Regions from separate parts of the Sus scrofa genome. Here regions 1, 2 and 3 are each linked to region 4. Evidence: chromatin contacts called from public HiChIP or PLAC-seq data. All regions are on one chromosome and are shown on one strand. The core of a region is the stretch at or near the end of the contact, and the rest is flanking DNA. Distances in the headings are between cores, read along the strand shown. Region 1 holds the start of JDP2 (jun dimerization protein 2). Region 2 has its middle 40 kb from the start of FOS. Region 3 holds the start of PROX2 (prospero homeobox protein 2). Region 4 holds the start of NEK9 (serine/threonine-protein kinase Nek9).

Region 1 (2,716 bases), core at 157-2,656, 250 kb before region 4:
AGGTGCCCGCGGCCGGCGCGCCCCACCCTGCCCGGTCCGGCGCCCCCCGGCGCGCGCCCTCGCACCCACCGTGCAGAAGCCGCGGGCGGAGGCGGCGCCCCCGGGGCCGGGGCCCGGCTGCAGGCGCCGTGCCCGCTCAGCGCCGCTGCCGCCCGGCTGCCGAGCTCCGCCCGGTGCCCAGGCCTGTCCCGGCCCGGGAGCCGCCGCGGCGCCAGCCCCGCCGCCGCTGCAGCGTCCGCCGCCGCCAGCGCCCCCCGTCGCGGCCGCCGAGCGTCCCTCCCGCAGGCTGTGGCGGGCGGCGGGACGGGTTGCATCAGCCCCGGCTATATAGCGGCCCCTGGGCGGCGGGGAGGGGTCGGGAATGCGGAACCGGCCGAGCTGCCAACTCCAGACGTCAGAGGGGGACGGAGAGGAAGGGAAGGAGGGGACAGGGGAGGAGGGGGGTGTGGATCCGGCGCTTCGCACCCACTGACCTTCACCTCCCCCGCCGCCTTTCGCGCCCTCCTCCTCGCGCTCCTCTCCCCGCGGGGGCGGCCCCGGCCCCGCAGCGCCGGCCCGGGTTCCATCGCTGTCCCCGGTTCTCCCAGCCCGCGGTGCAGGAGCGCGCGAGAAAGCAGGACGCGGCGGGCGGTTATGTAAGAGCATCTCCAGCGCACAGCCGCCCGGCTTCCACCCAGAAACACGGGTCCGGCCGAGAGGAGTGAGAAGGCAGCGCGGGACAAGTGGAAAAGCCCCTTGAAGCAGATGTTGCCTGTGTGGAACCATCCTCCTTAGTCCTTAGCTCTTTTTCCCAAACCGAGAGAGACAGAGACAGAGACAGAGACAGAGACAGACAGAGACAGAGAGACAGAGAGACAGAGAAGAGAAGAGAAAGGAGAATTTCAACACACTTTTTCATCCTTGGACACTTCAGCACTGAGTGAGGAAATGATCTCGCAAGCCTGTTTCATTTTTCTGTGCAGAAGATGAACAGAGGATTAAGACGTTTGGGTACCTCCACCCCCTACCCACTAGCCCACCAGGTCATCACAGCTGCGCTTAAGCCCTAGGGTGGCTCAGGGCAAGAGACCTGCCGTCCTTGGGCTGCAGCCCCAGCCGCGGCTTTCCAGGTGGTTCTCACAGTTTGACCCCTGTGCTGTGTGTCCCGCTCCAGCAGCCTCTTTCTGCTCAGGACACTCCCCTGAGCCAGCCCCAAGCCAAATGACCTTCTTCCCCATTTACAACTTCCACTGCCAATTCAGCTCCTACCTTTCGTCCTCCTACATTGGGAGATGGTTGGGGGTGACTCCAGAGGAAATGTGTCCTCCTCAGTGCCTTCAGTATATAAAGGCACAGGCACACGGAGCCCTCAAGCACACATGTGGCATCCGAGACCTTGGCACTGAGCGATGCATGTCCTCCCTCCAGACCCCCTGGGTGCTCAGCCACCCCCTGCCTTTTGCCTCAGCCACAGGGGAGTGACTCTGTTTATATTCAGCTTCCTTCAGCCTCCCTTTCGCAGTGATGTCAGATCATCACCCATAGAAGAAAGGAAGTGAAAGAAAAAGTTCATGCCTTCTTGGAGTGCAGATGCTCAGAGAGAGAGCAACAAGTCTTGAGATAGATGCGGCAAGGGAGCAGAGGCCAGGGAGCACGTCTCTTCATGGGGAGGACGGTGAGGTCCTGTTCTCCTTATTGCCTCAATGTAGGGAAATCTTTCTGGATCAGAGGACTGGGCTTATGGGAGGATAGACAGAGCAAGTCCCAATGACATTGACTGACCATTTTCACCTTCGCCTTGGTCCTAAAAGATTGAACAATGGAAAATGTGTAGTAATTTCACAGTCTTGTGGAAGAACATGACTCTCAGCCCCAGAAAGGTCAACGACACCTTGACTACAGCATGAAGATCAAAGCTGACTACCACGAGCCCGCCTTCCGACGTTTCCCCCGTGAGACTGTGGTCTGGGAGTTCCCGTTGTGGCTCAGTGGTAACGAACCCGACTAGTATCCATGAGGATGGGGTTGGATCCCTGGCTCCGCTCGGTGGGTAAGGATCGGGTGTTGCTACAAGCTGCAGTATAGGTTGAAGATGCGGCTTGGATCCTGCCTTGCTGTGTCTGTGATGTAGGCTGGCAGCTGCAGCTCCGATTTGACCCCTAGTCTGGGAACTTCCACATGCCGAGGGTGTGGCCCTTAAAAAAAGAAGAGACTGGGTCTGAACATTTATATGGAAGAAAACACTGAACAGGGGCTGTGTTACTTTATGCGTCTTCATCTGGGACTTTGGAAAAACTAAACTGATCTATGTGTGGGGACCAGTAATTACTGTGTGGTTCGAGTGATCCTCTCCAGGGCCTGCTTTGGACGTGGCTGGGCCACTGCAGTACGAATGGACCTTTGCTTCACTCGCAAATTAAATATGCTTCCAGGTGGCACCAAGGGGTAACTTGGAGGTCTTTAACCCCCTCCATCTTTCTATAATATCCATTAGGTCTCCTCCATTATTTGATATGGATGCTTTTTAATTTTATATAGAATACTGTGTAAACACAGCTTCAAAATCTCCAGCCACATTGCCCCCTACTAGACCCCTCTGTGTAGTCATCGCCTCTGGAAGTGGCTGGATGGAGGGGCCATAAATTGGCTCATTTATATAGATGTTGGTCTGCTTCGCCCTGCCTTGCTGGTTGGAGCTGATCTACCTCTAGCTCTCAGGGAGGAGCAAGTGACCCAG
Region 2 (2,780 bases), core at 219-2,718, 170 kb before region 4:
CATCTGGGTTAAAGCTATAAATTTCCAATGCTTCTCCCTCTCTCTTCTTCCTCAGCCACATATTGAAATGGTGGAGTCTTGAGATGGAAGCATCCTGGATCACTGAGTCACCACATGGAGGACAGTTGCCCTGAATGCACATCAAACTTCTCTTGAGGGAGAAAGAAACAGTTCTCGTGTTAAGCTACTTTGTGGGGGGAGCAGTTCTTTTACTGCAGCGTAACCTAGCCTATCTCCTCCCATTCTTTCGTACATCCTCTGTCTATAAAGAGTTTCCCTCCTGTCTCACTACAGCCACCTCCACACCCGGCCAGCTCCTATTTTTAGAGTTGTGTGTGTGCAGGGAGTTTTTGTGGTTTTTTTTGGTTTTCGTTTTTTTTTAGGGCCACGCCCATGGCATATGGAAGCTCCCAGGCTAGGGGATGAATCCGAGATATAGCCACTGGCCTATGCCACAGCCACAGCAATGCCAGATCCTAGCCAAGTGTGCAGCCTACACCACAGTACACAACAAAGCCGTATCCTTTAACCCACTGAGCAAGGCCAGGGATCGAACCTTCATCCTAATGGATAATAATCAGGTTTGTTACCTCTGAGCCGCAATGGGAACTCGCCCTATTTTTCTATCAGGCTTAGTTTAGCTGTGACTTCCTCCTGAACTCCCAAGTCTAGATCTGGGATTCTCACTGAGAACTTCCTTAGCAACCTGTGAAATCCCTCCTAGCAATTTGCACTATACATTATACTGGCCATTCATTTGCCTCTTAATCCCCACTGGGTCTGCAGAGCTAGACCCCATACCTATCTCATTCATGCTTCTGTCCCCAGCACCTGACACAGGGCCTGCCTGTAGGGGATTTAACATATATTTGCCCAGTGAATAAACCTGATAGTCACAGGACCCAGCCCCTAGCTCAATAAATATTTGTTAAATTAGTGCATGAACAAAGGACTTTACAACCCCTAAAATCAAAAGGGAAAAAAAAAAGATTTGGGTTCTACAAAGTAGCCTGATACCCATACTACAGTCTTGAATTATGCAAATACACTCACAAGCTACTTTAGATATGCAAATTAGCATACCCATCCCTCAGCTCTGCCCCAACACTGAAGGTCAACTATTTGACTTTAATGAGTCTCTAGTCCTTCTTCTAGTGGGTAAACTATTCGAAATAATTGAGGAATTGGGAGGGTGGAAAGTTCCCCTTTTAAATGGCATATTCTTTTGGAGAAACAAAAGGCGAATGTTGAAAATCTGCAGCCAGATCCTTACCCTACCCCTCCCTCACTTTGTTCGTGTTTGTTTAACTTTTCATTCGGATTACCTACTGGGACCACAGAAGGACTGCTCTTAGGCATTAAAACAGCGGCTATGTAAATAAGGGAAGCGTCTTAAGCTCTGGTGCCATTTAAGGCCACAGCTGTCCCACAAAGCCACAGGCACTGCTGTTGAGTCAGGTGGCTGGGAGAGACAGGGAGGGGGGCTGAGCAGCCCCCTCTCCTTAGCTGTCCGATGCCTGCGGTGGCACTCAGGCCCTTGAGCTTCTCCATTTGTCATTTTCAGCAAAGCCAACAGCTCCAGTCACTGGGGACTTAGGCAGGCAGCTGCAATTTTTCCCAAGGGTTTCAGCTCAATCTGGGTGAAGCCTTGAGAAATCATTGGGGAAAGACCCATCGATCAGACTCAATTCAAGGCAGGAAAGATTTATGGAGCATGTACACATAGGAGTTCCTGGAGGGAATACTAAAGAAATCTACATCCCAGGTGGCACCTTCAAGGACCTGAGCTTCATGAAAAGAGCCAGAGTTGAGCATGTGAGAAAAAAACAAGAGGACAATATAAGGCAGTGTATAATCAAGTGCTATGTTATGTGGTTCAGGCTCTACAAGGATCAAAAAGCCAAAGAGTGATGAGACCAGGAGGCGGCAAGGAGAACCTCATTATAATGTTGGATGCCTGCTCTAAGCCAGATATCACACACCTTAGTGCTTAGGCTGCACAAACCCCTTGAGACAAAATAACTTTCCCAAGGTAGCAGAGCCGAAGGGTAGAACCAGAAGTCTAACCCAGACCTAACCTCAAAACCTGTGTTCCAGGCCACCTCAAATATACAACCTCATAAAGGGTATTAATGATTATGACTGGGGCCCTAAGCTAAAACTTGCCCATATATTGCTTTTTGCCCCACTTTATCTTGAGGAGTGTCAATACTTGGAAAAACTGAGGCTCCGAAAAGTTATGAGCCACGGGGCAGAAAATTGCGAGACCCCCTAGTTGCAATACAATTCAAATTTATTCCAATTCAGATATCCTGTGCCTTTTCGTTTTCCCCTGCCATTGATTTTTATTTAAACCACAGAATTTTTAAAGGCGCAAATGTGCTATTTTAGGAGCTGGACACATTGAGATATTGCCTGTTTCTGAAAGACAAATTGATACATGTTTTTACTGCTGCCGTCCTTCAGAAGTCCTTCCTAGACAGTGAACATGGCCTTGAGGTGGGGGGCAGGGGAACACCCACCACCAACCTAGATCATATTCCTCATCAGTCTGACACTGGCTGAAACGCCCCTGAAATGTCATAGGTGAGCCTTATAAAGCAGGCTTCATGCTATATGCCTTGGATTTTTATTTAATGTTTTTCCAATTGCCATCAACATGTCAACCATATCAAACACCCCTGTATGCCAGGCACAGTACCAATTCTTTTCTCGGCACAAATCCCCTTCTGGAGGCCAGGAAACTGAGGATCAGGAAGCTTAAGTTACTTGCTCCAGAT
Region 3 (2,907 bases), core at 239-2,738, 250 kb after region 4:
CCAAACCGTCTCACCTGGATTACTATCACTGAGATGATCACAAGAGCCTCCTGAATAGACTCTTTGTTTCAACCCTTGCCCCCCTCCCCCTAGTTTATTCCCCACCTAGTAAAGAATGATCTTTTTAAAACTAAATAAGGCCAGGAGTTCCCATCGTGGCTCAGTGGTTAACGAATCCGACTAGGAACAATGAGGTTGCAGGTTCAATCCCTGACCTCACTCAGTGTGTTAAGGATCTGGGGTTGCCATGAGCTGTGGTATAGGTGGCAGACATGGCTCAGACCCTGCGTTGCTGTGGCTCTGGCATAGGCTGGTGGCTACAGCTCTGATTAGACCCCTAGCCTGGGAACCTCCATATGCCGCAGGAGTGGGCCTAGAAAAAGACAAAAAAAAAAAAAAAGATAAAACTAAATAAGGCCATATTGCTCATTACCTTTCAATGGGCCCTCGTTCATCCCAGAGCTTTTATCTCTTGTGCTTCTTCTTCACAACAGTTATCACAACCTGAAAATATACTTACTGATTCTTTCTTCCCCTGCTAGAATCCAGCTCCGCAAGAGCAAGGCTGCTGTCTTGTTCATCACCGACTATCCAAAAGCCCAGAAGAAGGCCTGGTGTATAGTCGGTGCTTAATAAGTGCTGTGAAATGTTGAACTATGACTGCGTAATCTGATTCTTCCAGGAGCGAGACAGAGTTGTGGTCAAACAGTAGGTTCTCAAACTTTAGTTTGCTTATTTCAAAGGCAGGTGCCTTGGCCCCGGGCAGCTGAGGGATTCTGATTAAGCAGGACTGGTGGACCCATTGAATTTGCTATTTTTAACAAGTGGGCAGGGTGATTCTGTTCCAGATTGTCACTCTGAATCCAGAAACATCTTGTTCTGATTCCAGCCTCGCACTAACTGTAGGGAGGTAACTTAACTCCTCTGAGCCTGTTTCCTTATGTGTAAAATAGGAATGACCACATTCCTTCAGAGCTGTTAGGAGAATTCAGTTGGGTAATGCATGTAATGTTCTTGGCACAATGCAGTTATGCCGTTAGCTGCCATTTCTGTTGTTATTATTATTATGGATTATTTTCCTGTTACCCCGGCAGAAGAATCTTCTCCTTAGAGGATCGCTCTTAGGAACTTCCTCCCCAAAGTGTGGTCTGGACCAACAGCATCACCTGCGAGTTGATTACGAAGGCAGATTCTCTGCCCCACCCCAGACCTGCTGAGTCAGAATCTGCATTTTAACAGGATTCAAAGGGGATCCTTCCACACAAACAAGTTTGAAAAGTGTGTTCAAAGTCACAGGTACTGTTTTCTCCTGTCTCCCATTTCAGAGTCTGCCCAGGAGGTGAATAAGCCCTGGGACTCCGGAGTCTGAATCCTTCCTCCAAGTGAAGAGGAGAAGCCCCCAGCTCCCGGGTGCACCTCCCGCTGAGAACCTCAGGAGGAGGGATTCTCTCACGTGACCCTGACTAACAGCCTCTGTGGAGCTAAGGATGGATCCAAACTCCGGCTTGCTTGCTCATCCGTCCCAGGCCTGCTCGCACCGGGCCGAACCGTGTATGGAAGATGGAGGGAGCCCGGCCCCTGGGGAGCAGGGCAGACACTCTCCCTTTCCCTGGACCCAGGCCCCCAGCTCCAGCCTGGCCGACCCTGACTGGTTTTGGGATGAGCACGTCCAGGCAAAGAGGGCCAGAGTAGAGACCATTGTCCGAGGCATGTGCCTCTCCCCTAACCCTCTGGTGCCAGGCAGTGCCCCAGCCAGGGACAGCCCCTGCTGCCCAGAGAAGGCCCAGGAGCGGAAGAGGAAGCAGAGCCTTCCTGCGCAGCAAGGCCCCCTGAGGCCAGGCCCTGCCGGGGACCGGGGCAGCAGGAAGGGGAGCCCTCGGGTGAGAGAACAGCTTCACCTGCTGAAGCAACAGCTAAGACACCTGCAAGAGCACCTCCTGCAGGCTGCTGAGCCCAGGAGGGCCCAGGAGGGCCCAGGAGGCTGTGACACGGGGACGGGCCCTCTGAGGGTAAAGCAGATGAATGGCTATGGGTCTCAGCCCTGGGCTATGGACAGTGACCACCTCCAGGGTTCCAGCGGGGCCCTCTCCAGGGTGGAGAAACAGACCGTGTCTGAGGTCACATATCAGTCTGAGGAAGCCAGGTTCCTTCCTTCTGGAGCACGGGCTTTGCTGGTGATTCTGAAGAAAGAATTGACGGGGGCAATATCCCAGGCTGTAGACTCAGTATTACAAAAGCTGCTACTGGATCCACCAGGGCCCCTGACTCAGCTGAGCAGACGCTTCCAGGGGCTGGTGCCAGACGAGCCGTCATCTCCTGAGGCAGGTGCCTGGAAAGACCAACTTTCTCCGGCTGCCTTGCCCAGGAGGGCCCAGCCACAGGTGGGGGGGCCGCTGGGAAACTTGCCTCTGGCCAAGGCTCTAGATTCTCCCAGGTTCCCCGTCTCTCCAAGAATGCTCCCCAAACCCTATCCGGGTCCCCCAGCAAACTGTCCCTTGACTGTGCCTGCCCACGTCCAGGAAGATCAGACTGTCAGCCAGCTCCTGGGCCAGGGACCCGGTGGCCACTGGAGCAGCAGTCTTCCCCAGGACTCGTCTCCCCAGAGTCACCCCTCGTCGGAGGCGGCCCTGCGACCTTGGGGAGCTGCCACATTGCGACCGCTGGCTCTGAGCCGGCAGCAGTGCCCCTGGCCCTTCATGGCCTCCTGTCTGGAAAGACTGCCCATCATTCCCTCGGTGAAAATGGAGCAGGGGGGCCCGCAGGCCGCCATGGACGCCCTTCCTTTCTCTTCAGCCCACGTATCCTTTACTAGTCACTGACGTTCTCATTGTCACAGCCCAGAGAAACAGGAGCCCGAGACAGGACAATGAGGGGAGGTGGGAACAAAGAACTACCTGGCGTAGGGAA
Region 4 (2,988 bases), core at 413-2,912:
CCAGATCCTTAACCCACTGCACCAGGGGATGCTGGGGATTGAACCCACATCTCCGCAGCGACAGGATCCACCTCAGAGACAATGCCAGATCCTTTAATTGCTTGCCACAGCAGGAACTCCCTCAGTTCGGATTTCTTAAATTGGGCCCCATCTCCATTCACACTGATAGTACCTCAGTGCCTGTCTTCTGGCCTCCAGTCTTTGTCTTTCATTTTGCCATCAGAGTTCTTGGTAAAATATAGCTTTGGTATTATATAAAGTAACCATATTGTTTATTGTCTGAGCTGGGCACGTGAGCAAAAGGAGACTATTATGCTAGAGGAAAAGGTACAAATTGTGACTTGCCCCAGCAAACCGGGACATATAGTCACAAAAATAATACACTCCCCTGCTTAAAAATCTCCAATTTTCCACTGCCATGTTGCTGGCTTTGGCTCCCTCACTAGCTGTGTAACACAGCAGGTTACTTAACCCCTCTCAGTTCCTTCTGTATGCTACGAGGATTAAATGGGATGATACATGAAAAGAAAACCTTTAGCAGAGTTCCCGTCGTGGCTCAGTGGTTAACGAATCAGACTAGGAACCATGAGGTTTTGGGTTCGATCCCTGGCCTTGCTCAGTGGGTCAAGGATCCGGCTTTGCCGTGAGCTGTGGTGTAGGTTACAGACTCGGTTCGGATCCCGCGTTGCTGTGGCTCTGACGTAGGCCAGCGGCTGCAGCTCAGATTGAACCCCAAGCCTGGGAACCTCCATATGCCACGGGAGCAGCCCAAGAAATGGCAAAAACAAAAACAACAACAACAACAACAAAAACCTTTAGCATAGTGCCAGGAACATAATAAATGTTAGCTGTTACCTCTGTAGGTCATATTGCCACAACCTTACAATTGAAAGACAACCTCATAGTCCCACAACTTTACGACTGAAAGACAACCTTGGAGATGTAACTTGCCCACGGTCACAAAACGGATGGAACATGTTTCCACTCTATCACAATTTTCTTAGTGACTTGAGAGCAGGAAGCATCTCTTTGCAGATCCCCACCTCCAAATGCAGTATCTTGCACCTGGTGTTCGAAGAATCGCGGGACTAGATGGGCAAAGATTTTTAAAGACATGGAAGAATGTGAAATCTGAAAAAGAGGGGGAGATTGTCATGATAGTTGACTTAAAACACCTAGAATTGTGTGGAAAAGGGAAGGACCCAGGGTAGTTCTGGAAGAAGTAACCGGTGCACTGACTGAGATGACAGGGTGGGGTGGGGGTGGGGGGGCAAGTATTTCTGCTTATCTTTACTCTTCGTGTGTCTTTACTATAACCTCTTTCTAAACAAAGGGCGCTATCTGACGTTGAAAGAGACTGCTTCCCCAGCCACTGCCGTTGAAATAGGTCTGTGGCCAAGATGAGACTGAACAACCTTTGCACCTCAAAACTGTCTGGGGACCTGGCCAGGGCTCAGCCGAGGGGTCTTTAGACCGGTCGGTGATGTCCCTGCCCCTGCCAGAGCCCTTTGGCTCCATGCAGCCCCCACGAAGTGCTACCAACTCCGCCCGAGGCCTCGTTTTCCTCACAACCGGGAAGGAGAGAAGTCTTGGCCCCGAGGCTAAGCGAGCTGGCGGGCGAAGGCGGAGGAAACCCCCGCCGGGCCGGAAGCACCCGCAGCTGCTTCCGGGTCAGGGGGGAAGGAGCCACCATGGAGCCTCGCGGGGTGGCGGGGCTGGCGAAGCCGCGGGTCGGTGTCTGAAGCGGGAGCGGCGCAGCGCCGCCAGCACCGCCGGGGACACGCAGGCCGGTCCCGCCGCCGCCGCCGCCGCCGCCATGTCGGTGCTGGGCGAGTACGAGCGACACTGCGATTCCCTCAACTCGGACTTTGGGAGCGAGTCGGGGGGTGGCGGGGACGCGGGCCCGGGGCCCAACGCGGGTCCGGGGCCGCGAGCCGGCGGCGGCGCGGCGGAGCAGGAGGAGCTGCACTACATCCCCATCCGCGTCCTGGGACGCGGCGCCTTCGGGGAAGCCACGCTGTACCGCCGCACCGAGGTAGCCGCCCCCGTCCCGCCTGCGCGGCCCGGCTCTCCCCGCGCCTCGTCCTTACTTAGTGTCAGGGCGCCCGCAGTTATGTGTCTCGGGGTCCTCACCACTCGGCCACCTCACTTGCCCTCAGAGTTGGTTGGATCGCTGGTTTTACTAACTGGTCATTTTTTTTTTTTCTTAAACGCAAGTCATTGAACCTTCTCTAAGCCTTAGTTTCCCCATCTGTAAGTTGGAGTTAGTGGTAACTATCTGCCTTAAAAGTAATGTTTATTTTTTTAAGGTTGTTTTGAGAATCGAACGGGGATTCTTTCCAAATTGTATATTAAAATGGTATACGAGTGTTAGATCTCGTCAAAACTTCCTTCCCCTCTCATTCTGTACAGCTCTCCAAGGTCGGGGTGGAGAGGAGGGGATAGCTTCAAATTTCCCACATCCATGTCAACCCCGCTATCTTTGCCATAGCTTTGAGTTTAGATGTGAACATTGAGTTCGAGATTTTTCTCGAATGTCGCTGGGAAGATTGTCTTGTGTCGGTTTCTTCCTCATCCAGCAGCGTTTATGCATGGGATTTTTTTTTTTTTTTTTTTTTTTTTTTGGTGTATTCTAAGCCATTAGTTCTTAACTTTGCCAGGGATAAGGACTTCTTTGAGAATCTAATGTAAACATTGCCTCCCACCAATCCATTATTACACATATACACATCCATTGAAGAGATTCGTGGATTATTGATCCTCAGATTCAGAATGTGTACTGATTAAAACCCTGTAGTGGTGACTCTCCTTCCAAAAGCTAACCATAAACTCGATTTGATCACTAAAGGCTTAAAACTGTAGTCTTGGAATAGTTAAGCATCAATCAGAACCTTATGGGGTTGCTGAAGATGATTATCTGCAGTGCTGTTTTGTGTTCCAAGCTAGCATACTTTTAAGGCTAAAAGATGGAGGAGGAGAGAAGTGGTT

What was found. HiChIP or PLAC-seq counts read pairs in DNA pulled down with a chosen protein or histone mark.
Region 1: a contact with region 4 is called in an H3K27ac HiChIP or PLAC-seq map of alveolar macrophages. The contact joins the promoter of JDP2 here to the promoter of NEK9 in region 4. A contact is called at or near these places in 1 of 5 promoter capture datasets (liver), 6 of 47 Hi-C or Micro-C datasets (adipocytes, alveolar macrophages, embryonic fibroblasts and 2 more) and 2 of 2 datasets of contacts at active chromatin or transcription factors (alveolar macrophages and skeletal muscle).
Region 2: an H3K27ac HiChIP or PLAC-seq map of alveolar macrophages shows a contact between it and region 4. The contact joins the enhancer-like site here to the promoter of NEK9 in region 4. A contact is called at or near these places in 4 of 5 promoter capture datasets (fetal skeletal muscle, liver and skeletal muscle), 19 of 47 Hi-C or Micro-C datasets (adipose tissue, blood, embryonic fibroblasts and 7 more) and 2 of 2 datasets of contacts at active chromatin or transcription factors (alveolar macrophages and skeletal muscle).
Region 3: an H3K27ac HiChIP or PLAC-seq map of alveolar macrophages shows a contact between it and region 4. The contact joins the promoter of PROX2 here to the promoter of NEK9 in region 4. A contact is called at or near these places in 3 of 5 promoter capture datasets (fetal liver, liver and skeletal muscle) and 1 of 2 datasets of contacts at active chromatin or transcription factors (alveolar macrophages).

The regions. Positions count from the first base shown.
Region 1 is chr7:98,573,076-98,575,791 of Sscrofa11.1, reverse strand. JDP2 (jun dimerization protein 2) reads right to left here and starts at 1,406. Exons shown (of 4, transcript XM_021099535.1): 1 at 1,249-1,406. It also overlaps the pseudogene LOC110261758.
Region 2 is chr7:98,487,984-98,490,763 of Sscrofa11.1, reverse strand. No RefSeq gene overlaps it. Among named protein-coding and RNA genes, the nearest start is that of FOS, 40 kb to the right of the region's middle. Within about 2 kb of position 1,468, at least 8 of the 83 cell types and tissues checked have an H3K27ac peak or open chromatin away from gene starts, as enhancers often do. A contact at or near this core is called in alveolar macrophages, where this site is marked.
Region 3 is chr7:98,073,403-98,076,309 of Sscrofa11.1, reverse strand. It overlaps PROX2 (prospero homeobox protein 2), which reads left to right and starts at 1,488. Exons shown (of 3, transcript XM_013989170.2): 1 at 1,488-2,235. The coding sequence starts at 1,488.
Region 4 is chr7:98,320,746-98,323,733 of Sscrofa11.1, reverse strand. It overlaps NEK9 (serine/threonine-protein kinase Nek9), which reads left to right and starts at 1,662. Exons shown (of 22, transcript XM_003356752.4): 1 at 1,662-2,035. The coding sequence starts at 1,817.